2 separate regions of the Gossypium hirsutum genome follow, and region 2 is linked to region 1. A link is a contact called in public Hi-C data. All regions are on one chromosome and are shown on one strand. The core of a region is the stretch at or near the end of the contact, and the rest is flanking DNA. Distances in the headings are between cores, read along the strand shown.

Region 1 (5,957 bases), core at 2,020-4,519:
TTTAACAGAGGGAGTAATTTGCATGATTTGAAATGTCAAAGAACTAATTTACCCATTTTTCAATAAAAAAGACTAAAATACAATCCATCTTTTAAGTACAAGGGCTTTCTTGATACTTTAATATATATTTAAGATATATGGAAATATGCAGTATATGTCTATATATATTTAATATATTAACTTGTATATATAAATATGTAGGATACTAAGTTAAAGTCATTGATTTTAATCTACAACCAAAATTAATATATATTATAAAAATTAGTTGTTTTAAACCAATAGTTCCTAAAACAATTTTTTCCCAAAATTATTAAATATAAGAATTGGTGAGGTGAGTCGATTGAATTTTAATTTGATTGATATCGGTATTGTTGTCAGTATAGGAGACGTGAGCTCAAGTGCATTGAAACACATTATCTTCCTATTTAATAATTGGGGAAGGACTATAGATAATACTGGAATAAAAAACATCCTAATAGTTTTATTTTTTGAAATTAACATCTCTAATTCCTTTAAATTAGAGATAAGGGACGTTTTTTTATTGTCCTTTTATCTCTTCCCTAAATCTCTTTAGTTTTGTAGTGTAGATGATATCCTAATAGAGGCAGACTTGCTAACAATGATCTCCAACTTCTAATCCGACCGATCACCGCTTGCATGCATTATATAGGAGACCGGGAGGCTATCCCGCTCATGTCCTTCACATCCGGCGAGAGCAAAACCATGATGTAGAATGGGGCTTTTCTATAAAATTAACTCGAAATTTTTAATTAATTATAGAAATGATCCATTTTTTTTATTATGTATATAAATAACTTGAAATGAATATTGAAAGTGGGTGGAGGAAAAGAGATTGGTGTGACCCACTTGTCACGTCAACCAGTCATTCATTGCTAGAATTAAAAAATTAATTTTTTGGGTGGAGCCAATCTATTTAGCATCACCTGCATAAATATCACCTTCAACACTAGTATTTTCGTGTATTTCGTGGGGCAGAAAAAAAATTTTGGGCGGAGTGAATTTATTTGGCGTGACCAGAATAGTGGTGGAGCCAAATAAATTGGCATCACCACTTTAATGTGTTAGACTTTTTTAAAATTATTTTTATTTTTATTTTAAAATTTAAATTATTATTTTATTAGTGGTGGAGCCAAATAGAATGACATGACCATCATGCTGCCGTTATTTTTTTATTTTTTATTTTTTTAAAATTATTTTTTAATAAAAATAATTTTTTTATTTAGGTAAAGCCATTCTCTTCGGCATGACCCCTATTTTTACTTGAAATTGTCACCTATGTGAAATTAAAGAATCCAATCTACACTCTCGAAAAAGACCACTAAATTTGACGATGTCAGAGCTCCATTGGATTATCGTTAAAGAAACATAAAAATCAGTCTTGATCTTCCTCCTTTCATCATCTAACATAATAAAACCTTAGACTGAATTGCAATTAGGGTTATATAGGTCATTTGGTGATATTAAAGAGAATGACTCTACAAAAATAAAAAAAAATCATTTTTCCTATTAAAAAACAATTTAAAAAATCAAAAAAATAATAGCAGCAGATCATTCTATTTGACTCCACCACTAATAAAATAATAATTTAAATTATAAAAAAAATAAAAATCACTTTAAAAAAAGTCTGACACATTAAAGTGGAGTGATATTTATGCAAATAATGTCAAATAAATTTACCCACTTAAAAAGTTAATTTTTTAATTCTAACAACTAATAATTAGTTGACGTGATAAGTGGGTCATGCTAATCTCTTTTACTCCACTCAATTTCATTATTTATAATTGATAAAAAGTTTCGGATTATTTTTATAGAAAAGCCATACACAAGGGCACTGTCTCAGCTGTGAACACTGGTGGGTTTAAAAATTTCCAACACCGCTTCTTTCTCCCTCAGCCATCTAAACCAAGCTAATGGTTGAAAAAGAAAGTTTGAGGAATTGAATACCTTTGCTAGCTATTTTTGGTTTCATCGGTTACTAGCGATAGTGCGATGTACCTAATCATTGATATTTGCCACTCAATTTATTGTTGGTTTGAAATCTCAATCATATCCCCATTTTTTATTACCAACAATTTAAATAATATTATTTTATATTAATTATATAAATTAAAAAATTATATGTAAAATTTTGATTTATGATTTAAATTATATTTAAAAATACTTTTACGCACTATAATAATTTTGTATTGTCATAATAGAATAGATCTAACTATGTACATTTTACATATATTTTTTTATGATAATTCTTTTGCAAAGTCTGTCACTTCATACTAACAGACAAAATGATTTCTTTTATAAATACCATTTCAAGTAATGAAAAAGAGATCCTTTGACCTCTTCCGTTAACTTTTGAGTAGTTATCCCCCTCAATCTTTTTCTCAAACTCTTTTGTGTGTCCTGTTTTTTTTTTTTTCTTTTTTTGCCTTTTTACCTCTCAAGGTGAATTAGCCTCCTCAACACTACCCTATTCTCATCTTTGTTGTACATTGTATTAATAATCTCTAATTTTTATTCAAGATCAATTTAAATAATCTTATTTTCATTAATTAATAAAATAAAAAAATAATTATTTAATAAATTAAAAAATATATTCATGATTTAAATTAACTATTTCTATTTGCTCTATCATATGCTTTGCTTTGGATTCAATTTTTTTTTGTATTATATATTAGAATGTAGAATTTGTATAGATAGTCATTATCTAGTTAATTCCCGTATCCTGATTTTATGAAGAATTTAATATATTTTCTCCCACGTGATGATAGGAATCAATGTATATAGAATTCCTTAATTGATGGAAAATCTCAACTTCTTTTGTAGTTTTCTTAAAGCCAAAACTTTAATTGTCCACAGAAACGAAGACGGAACATATATATACACTTTATACCCAACATTGAACAATGAAACATGCAAGTTGATAATGATGTTTTGGTATATTGTAATTGCATGTTCTTGCAAGTGAACATGCTCATCTAATTAACTACCAATTAAATGCCATTATTCAACATATCCATCCAATATTACAACCAAAGGTAGCAGAAAACCTCAATCCTATTACAAAGGGCTATATATACATAAAACATAATTGTGAAGGTTTTGTTTAGTGGGGTCGTCTTCTTTATTCTTATCATTAGATTTACAGATCACCAATAATATCGAAAACTTTCAAACTACAGCTTGGTATCTTCGCTTTTTATCATGTGTGAATGTAAGACAGTGATCATATCATTAAAAAGTAGGACAAGCTTAGACCACATGGATGGGATTCAAACCCTGCATTAAATGGGGCCACCGAACCTAGGCAGTAAGCTGCAACTCTTGGACCATTCACATTATAAGCCATACACGAATAGGTAATAAATTTTTTACTTTTAAGATTATTTTCTTCCAATAAAGTTCAAGTATCATTACCCTCTATGCATCTTTCAATTTTTATTTTGTTAATTTTTCGAAAATAACATTAGATCTCGATTAAGTTTGAAATTGAAAATTTTGAATATTTTAATGGGATAAAGCTTTTTCTTTTTACATAAGATTTTAACATAAAATCTGACTTAAGAAGTATTGAATTTCCTACCACTGAGATTTTGATAGTAATTTACTTTTCATAGTGTAGGTAATTGCTAATGCAATGAATAATGAACTGGTTATTAAATAAATAAATAAATAAAACTGTTTTTTTTTCAACATTTTCTACTCTAAAATAGTATTGCTTTGAGAACTTTTAAGATTCCTCCTGACAATTATATCCTTAAAAAAAGCATTATAAAACAACATACTAAATTATTTATTGTATTAGTTAAATGCACTCAATTCCTAGAACAACGAAATCAACAGGGTCCACACTCAAAATTCCTATAGGAAAGTTTCTAATAACAATCACAAGTAATTAGTTGTAAATCATTGGACTACCTGCTTTACCAAACCTACCCCTTTCATATCTAATATCTAAGCTGGTGGCATATATTGATTTCATTGCAACTTCCATTTGTAAAATAGATGATGCCTCTACTATATATGGCTGAGGGTTCATACTAACTTCTTTACCCCGTTTTAATGGAATAAAAGGCTTACGATCAGTTGTAATAAGTGCAAAGCTATTGAGAACAGTTCTACTGTTCTTTTTAAGTATTTTAGTTTGCACTATAGTTTCAATGTCATATAAGTTAAAAGAGGTTAATGTCTATGATATTACTCATTAACAAAGTTTGTTATACCTCATTCGGGTTTGACATTTGATACTCTCGGAAGGTACTAGGTGGATGTTTGAAGATGGTTCTTCACCTCATGTTCTTTGAGCTATTTTCAATTGTTTAACTTCACTGACTAACTACTCGCCATGAAACCACCTATTAATAAAGGGAACATCCTTTTTCATCAAGCTTTCCACTTATCATGATTTGGTTACCCGCTTTTCAGTATGAACATTTCTTCAAATATAAACACTTTTTTTAGAGACCATTAAGGCCCATTTGAGCATAAGAATCTTATACTACTCAAAAAAAATAACAAAATAAGTAATGTTACACACATCCTTCATATACTCCATGATGGTAACTACCTTATCACATCACTAGAGAAGAAGAGTTTCGTTATAAATACTCTAAGACAAAAGGAAAAATAGATCTTCCTCTTTAGCAATCTTGAGCGCCTATTCTCTACACTCCTTTTAATGCCTTCACACCATCCTTCCTTCTCCTCTTATTTCTTTTTAACTCTCCATTTGTTTAGGTAAACAGGTTCTTTTGTATCATCACCATCTCCTCTTTGTCTCCAATAAATTTAATGTTGCAAAACAAATGATGATTCATCAAGTAATTTGTATTTGTCTTTCACCATCTTACCATCAATCAAAATAAAAGAATATAAGCAAGCATGCCTTTTTCTTTTATTTGAATATTATGTTATGTATCCACTGTAAAAATAAGAAAGTTCTATGAAACTGTAAAAATTTATCATCCCTTTTCAAAATTAGGATTTCTTTGAGACATGGAGTACACTGACTACAATAAAAGCAAATTTCAAAGAATGATGAAAGGGGAACAGCTCTTTTTTCATTGGTTTTCAATTTTCAAACACTGCTAAAAGAAAAGTAGTTGTTGGTAATTAGGATTGCAAGTACTTTGGAACTGGATGTTGTCTGCTTGATTTTCCATTTTTTTTTTATTTGAGTTTTGAGTTTTGGGGGTCTTCCAATTTCTGTCACGAAAGTAAAGACATTTTTCACTTTTACCACTAAGCAAACATACGTAGATTAGAAAATCTGACACCCCATCACGTGATGTTGCTTATACTCTCTCTCTTTCTCTACGTATATGTATATCTCTGTATCTTTCTCTCTCTTTTTCATGTGCCTTTCCTTGAGCCACGCCCTTTTGCTCTTTAATCACTTTCCCCCCGCTGTTTGCATTTGTTTTCTTTCACTCTCTTCTACGATTCTTGCTCCTGCAGATCTGCCACCCACTGCAGGGGGAGCTCTCTTCTGCTCTTCATCCCATTATTAATACCTTCCAAGTAGGGTCTTTAATTTATGTTTATGTGGTAAATTTTATTACATCTCTTTTTATTTTCTGGGCTGGTGGTATATTGGCCTCTGCATTTTGTTTTGGACATTGTGGTTTTTCCCTTTTTCCAAAAAAAATAAAAATAACAAGCCTTATTACGTTGTTTTAGGTACAAATAGTTCACCATTGTTCTTGTCTGACCTTAAAATTTATCCTTTAGTTAATTTATGATTCGTTCTTTCATCCGTTCTTTCTTTTCTTCTCTTTTTTAGGAAAAGGGGTGCATTAAATATGCTATCTTTGTATGGTGGAAAGTTTGGTTCATTATTTGGAGAACAAAGATAAGATAGTTTTAGGTTTGTTCACTGTTCTTCTAATCTAAAACTTGTCCTTTGCGCATGCACAGAAATGGGGATCATCTCCAGGAAGATC
Region 2 (5,957 bases), core at 953-3,452, 280 kb before region 1:
TATCATTTCTGATAATTGATGGACCAGCAGGTTTTAGAGTCTCTTCTGTCAATGTAGTTGTCACAGCTATGCATCTGCAGGCAATGGAGAATGATTAGAATTACTATAAAGTTACTCCATTTCTGTATGATGAGAGAAGCAAATGGTTGACAAGCACAACCTAAACATTAATCTATATGTTAAGAAAAGGGAAAAGCAGATGATTTTGATACAACATATTAATCATGTAAGCAAATCATATTCTTCCCCCAAGTTGAAAGTGTGAAAAGAAAATAAAGAAGGAAGTAAAAAGCAAAGTAAATAGAAACAAACATGAATATAGATCATATACCTCATTTTTGCTGCAGTAGCAGCCTGTACTCCAGCCAAAGCATCTTCAATAACAACACACTGGCAAATTTAGGTAGATGTCATATTTCTCAGCAGAAGAATTACAATGGAACTTTAGGAAACAAAGAATTTTAACAACAGAAGCTCTGCAGGATTATTGTAACAAGAATATAAAATTCTCCAAGCAAGTCATAAAGCTATCAAAGTTCAGCTAACAGACAGTGGTACGCCACCCACGAGAGAAATGGGAAGTATGATAGGTGCATGAAACATGACAGTTGCAACTGGTAGAGGGGAGAGAACTAGATATACCTCATCGGGGGAAACGTCTAATATCTTTGATGCAGCTAAGAAAATATCTGGAGCAGGTTTCAGATTCTCAAAAGCATCTGCTGACACAATAGCATCGAACCTGATATATAAAGGCTAGAACCATAATAAGAACAAGAAAAAAAAAACAGATTGATGCTGAAAAGCTAAAAATGAAAATATACAACCAATATATTCATCCAAACAACTATATTAGGTTGGCAGTTGGCTTACATTGATAATGGCAATCCAGCAGCAGCTAAGTTAGCATCAACCTTGACACGATCAGCACTGGATGCAACAGCAACTTTTAGGCCTTTGTTTTTACACTGTCACACAGAATATTCCATCATATGATCATAAACCTGAGGTGACATCATTATCTCACTAGTGACAATTGGCTTCCGTACCTCATTAATGAGCTCAAAAGCACCTGGAAATCCTATTCCAGAATTAGGTTTTGCATACTACAAGAAGGAAAGAACTTTTTGTGTGAAAATTTGTTCACTGACAAACACTAAAAATGGGCATTGTATGATGGTCCTTTCATAAGAAGAAAGAATAACTCTCCATATAAAAACTAAGTGCTGATTACCTTATCAAGATATATCTCAAAGAATCTCTTTTTTGCTGCCTCAGTGTTAAATTCTTTAACACCCTTAACAGAAGCAACGCCTCCTAAAAAGTTTGCTTCACCTGGTATATCAGTAAAGTAGAAATATGCAGGTAAAGTTAACAGCTCTTCGTGACATCAAAATTAATTAACAATAAATCAGAAGAACTATTTGTCGCAGATTTACATATTTACGAAGGACTCTTTGAAACACATTTACTTCTTAATCAGCACCATACAATTAATCACCTACATTCCTCAAAATTCTTACTTTTCCGAATCACTCAAATTTATGGAAGACTATCCATAACAGGAGAAACTTAAAATAAATATCAAGGGATCAAACTAAAATTTTACCCATTCCAGTGAAAGGAGCAAAGTCCTCCGCAGTGACTTGGACACCCATCTCTGCAAAAACATCAACAGCAGCCTTTCTAGAAGGGTTCTCACTATTGCACAACACTCCATCCATGTCAAAAAGTACAGCAGACACCTTGCCCCATTCTTGTTTACTAGTTTCTTTCACATTCTTTTCTTCCACCTTAACACATGCCTTTACCACCATTTTCCCTGTAAAAACTCTGCACTTGGATCTCCATTGAAAGAAGGAGGTTGCTGTTGATATGGGTTTGGGTGATGAGAAGAAGGAGAGCTTTGTTGGGTGAGACAGAGCAGTTGGAGTTGACAATAGTCTCACGGCCATAGCACAAACTGAGTTTTCTGTTTGAGTGGCGGTAACTGGTTCCTGGAAAGGAGATTTTCAGGATTAAATTGTTTGGGTTTTTTTTTGGTGGACTATATCATCCTTGATGTAATTAAAACAGACCTTTGAATTGTTGGGCTATTTGTCCTTGTAGTGCACTGAAAATGGTTGGATGGTGTTTATACTATAAGTAGTGGTGGAGATGAAGACTTCGTCTTCTGCTGATTTTTCATTTGGCTGGCAATAATTGGTGCTTTATCCGTTTTGGTGCATTTGTATGGGTCTTAGTGACATTAAACTAGAGACAGGGCCCACTGAAAATAGATAATGATAATTGAATTAAAATTTGTAAATACTCCATATTTATTATTTAATATTTATGAAAACACGACGGCTACTAGCCATGTTTCCTCATCATTAATATAAGAGAAAAAAATATATAAAATTGTGATTCCACGTCATTCTTATCTCTTTCTAATAGGAGAATGACAAATCAAATTTTTGTTCTTGATTTTTAACATTTTTTTCTTTTAATATAATATAAAAAAAGATAATTGTTGTTTACGTTGAGGTTTTAAATATTATTTTTAAAATACAATAAATTGATTTTTAAAAAATTGAGATGAAAGATATTATAAAAACAAAATTTTGTCTCGATGTTCCGTTAGTAAGCTTATACAAAAAAAATCTTAAACAAATTTTACATGGATAAATCATATTCATTGAATACATCAATAGTTGTAAAATCACTAGATGGGAATAAAGACTGAGAATAATTTTTGGTCATGAAGTATCATATTTAATGTATCCTGCAAACAACGTAGGGCATTAATGTATCTTGCAAACAACGCACGACCTGATATAACATTCATAGTGAACTTGTTAGCAAAATTTAATTCTTCTCAAACACAGAGACATTGTAATGGAATTAAATATATATTTAGATGTCTCAGAGGAACTATTCGTATGGAATTATTTTATCCAAGTGGAAGTTGAATTATTCTTTCTTTTTTCTACTCTTCTCTTTTGTTCTTTTATAATTATATTAGTTTATAATATTTATGAAATTATTAAAAATAATTTATATTTATTTCAAATTATATTTTTATTAATAAAATAATATATCACAATATTTTATTTTTATTTCTTTATGGCTTAATAATATATCATTTGGTACCAGAGTTTGACACTTTTTTTGTAACTCCCCCATACCTGACCCGATCGTCGGGTCAAGATATTGAAATGCTACATTTGTTGTTGAAGCAACGATAATTAAATTCATTTCATTTCATCAACTCATTCAAGTTATTGAGGTCATTAAACATTTCTAATATAATTCAAACACATGCCTAAATTTTATACGAGCTTCTAATAGCTCTTTTAATAGTCAAAGATTGACTAGGTACTAAATTATAAAATTTAAGACTGACATCGCAATGTCGAGGGTTCCACATTGCAACGTCACATACTGACTTATGTCGTCGGGACATGGTAATCTTGATGTTGTGACGTGCACTCTATTTTTAAAATTTTCCATTTCTTCAGATTTCATCACCTATAACCCTATTCAAATATCAAATCTCTACCAATTCAATCAACATACCATTCATATAAGTTCAATTCCAATCTCAAGAACACATAATTCATTATAAACTCATTCAAATAAGGCTAAGTTTATAATGTTAGCAAAGAGTTTCAAGTTCTACAATTAAGTCCAACAAAAAGCTTATATTCACAAATTAACTTTACCTATGTACATGTCATAGTTGATGTCGATCCTCTACTTTAGCACTTCAAGTCTAATCTTTACCTACGTATTGGAAAGTAATGTGTTCTTGTGACAACTTAGTAAGTATTACAAGAATTAAACTTTCTATTTAAGATTTAGCTAACATTAGAATATGTATAATTTCATAAAACTAATACTAATAAATAAGAATCATTTCGCAAGACGTGAATCACATACCGGATCCATTGACAATATTCTCTTACCATATTTCATTGATATAGCCCATTGTAGACTAAACATAACATATAGGATATACGAAACAATCACAGTATTGCACCAAAGTGCCACTTTTCATCGCATTGAAGTGCCACATTTCATTTACGCGCATAGAATTCCTAATGGTATGCCATTCATATCTTATTAGTTCTCATTTCGTCTATATGGGCTTTTATACAATTATTCCTTTATATACACTCCACCAAATGAAAATCACTTAAACTTACACTTTTGACAATTTAGTTCTTATTATCATGAAATTCACTATACTTTGTAATTCAACCACACTTTCATTTTTCACACTTTCATTTATTCTTTACACTTCATTCACAATCCAATTTATCAAATTTTCAGTTCTCATAACAAATTTGTACATTATACAATTTAGTATTTTTTTTGCTATTATTTCAATATGTTAAATCAATTTTTCATATAATCAAAATTCAACTATATTCATCACTATTTATTAAGATTTACGCACATAATATTACCATATTTTAATTAAGTTAACTAATTTAACATAACCTATATCTAAATTAAAATTAAATCAAAGTAAAATTCTTGAAGTAATTACAATCGAAGTTTGGATGAAATCTTTTTTTCTTTCTTTACTCCTTGACTATTGCCTTTCCTTTTTCTCCAGTCAATCCTTCACTTTTCTTCTCTTTTTCTTTATTTCCATATTAAAACATATAACATTTACTTGTTAGAATCATAATCAAATAACATATCTATGCTATTTAAATGAAACTAATATGAATTTCATAAAGAAACTTACCATTCTTACCTTAATCACTTGTAATCAAATCCTAATTTTTATTTTCGCTCTCCTCCAAGACAACTATTGATGCTCTTTTCATGAAATCAAGGTGGCTAACAAGCTTTTCTAATGATTTTACTAAGGATTCATGAAAGAAATTGGAGGAATTAAGCTTCAAAATGGTGGAGAGAACTTATTTGTAATAAAAGCAAAAGTTGATATGGTGTAATATTTAAGGTGGCATGAAGATAGAGATGACATGGATGATTTTTCATCATCTTTCTATAATATTCTATAAAAATATATACTTAATTTATTAATTAAAATAACAAATAATTAAATATTCCAACAAATTAGATTTTTCACAATTTAGCCCTTAATCATTAAGCTTTTCATAATTATCTAATTTAATTAACTATTAATTAGTCCTTCAACTTTCCCTATAATGCCATTCATGAATCATACTTTATTTTTCATCATCTTTCTGTAATATTCTATAAAAATATATACTTAATTTATTAATTAAAATAAATAATAAATAAATATTCCAACCAAATAGATTTTTCACAATTGAGTCCTTAATCATTAAGCTTTTCATAATTATCTAATTTAAGTAACTATTAATTAGTCCTTCAACTTTCCCTATAATGCTATTCACGAATCATAAATTATTTTGATAAAATTTCACTTCTAGCCCTTCCTCATTTTTCCTTCAATTCAATGCAATTACTTCAAATTTTTAAATTTCTTATTTTTTCCCCAATACTTTTTATTCTCTTACAATTTAGTCAATACCCTAGATTTATTTCTCTTGTTTCAAGAGTATTTTTAATTTCCTTTTGGCTCTAACTACTTTCTACATTAACACTCAAAAATTCCTATTTTATCTATTTTTAAAATTCTCATGTATACCTAACCCAACTTTGTATTTTTTCTAATTCAATAGTAAATTAGGGTTATTACATTTTTGTAATGTAGTATTGTATTGACAAAAGTTATAACAATGGTAATCTTTTAGTGTTTAATTCGGGTTTTTGCACTAATTTGATGAAATTTAATTGCTAATATTATTAGTTATGAATTTTCATGATTTTGTTAATAGAACATATTTACTGTTAATTGCAAAATTGTTTAATTTTGCATCTTATTTGTCAAATACAGTCTGACGAATGTGATTTAATTCGAGCTTTAGGGTCAATTTAATGAAAGTTAATTGCTAATATTATTAACTGATAAT

What was found. Hi-C and Micro-C count contacts between places; a contact is called where the count stands out from the background.
Region 2: a Hi-C map of leaf shows a contact between it and region 1, with 2.3 times the contacts expected there. The contact joins the promoter of LOC107887200 here to the enhancer-like site in region 1. A contact is called at or near these places in 3 of 34 Hi-C or Micro-C datasets (callus and leaf).

What each region holds. Positions count from the first base shown.
Region 1 is chrD13:39,554,918-39,560,874 of Gossypium_hirsutum_v2.1, reverse strand. It overlaps the pseudogene LOC107920603. Among protein-coding and RNA genes, the nearest start is that of LOC121224966, 35 kb to the left of the region's middle. Within about 2 kb of position 3,269, at least 4 of the 9 cell types and tissues checked have an H3K27ac peak or open chromatin away from gene starts, as enhancers often do. A contact at or near this core is called in leaf, where this site is marked.
Region 2 is chrD13:39,837,468-39,843,424 of Gossypium_hirsutum_v2.1, reverse strand. LOC107887200 (protein SUPPRESSOR OF QUENCHING 1, chloroplastic) reads right to left here and starts at 2,202. Exons shown (of 28, transcript XM_016811371.2): 1 at 1,610-2,202; 2 at 1,235-1,335; 3 at 1,050-1,106; 4 at 874-968; 5 at 643-742; 6 at 332-390; 7 at 1-74. The coding sequence starts at 1,955.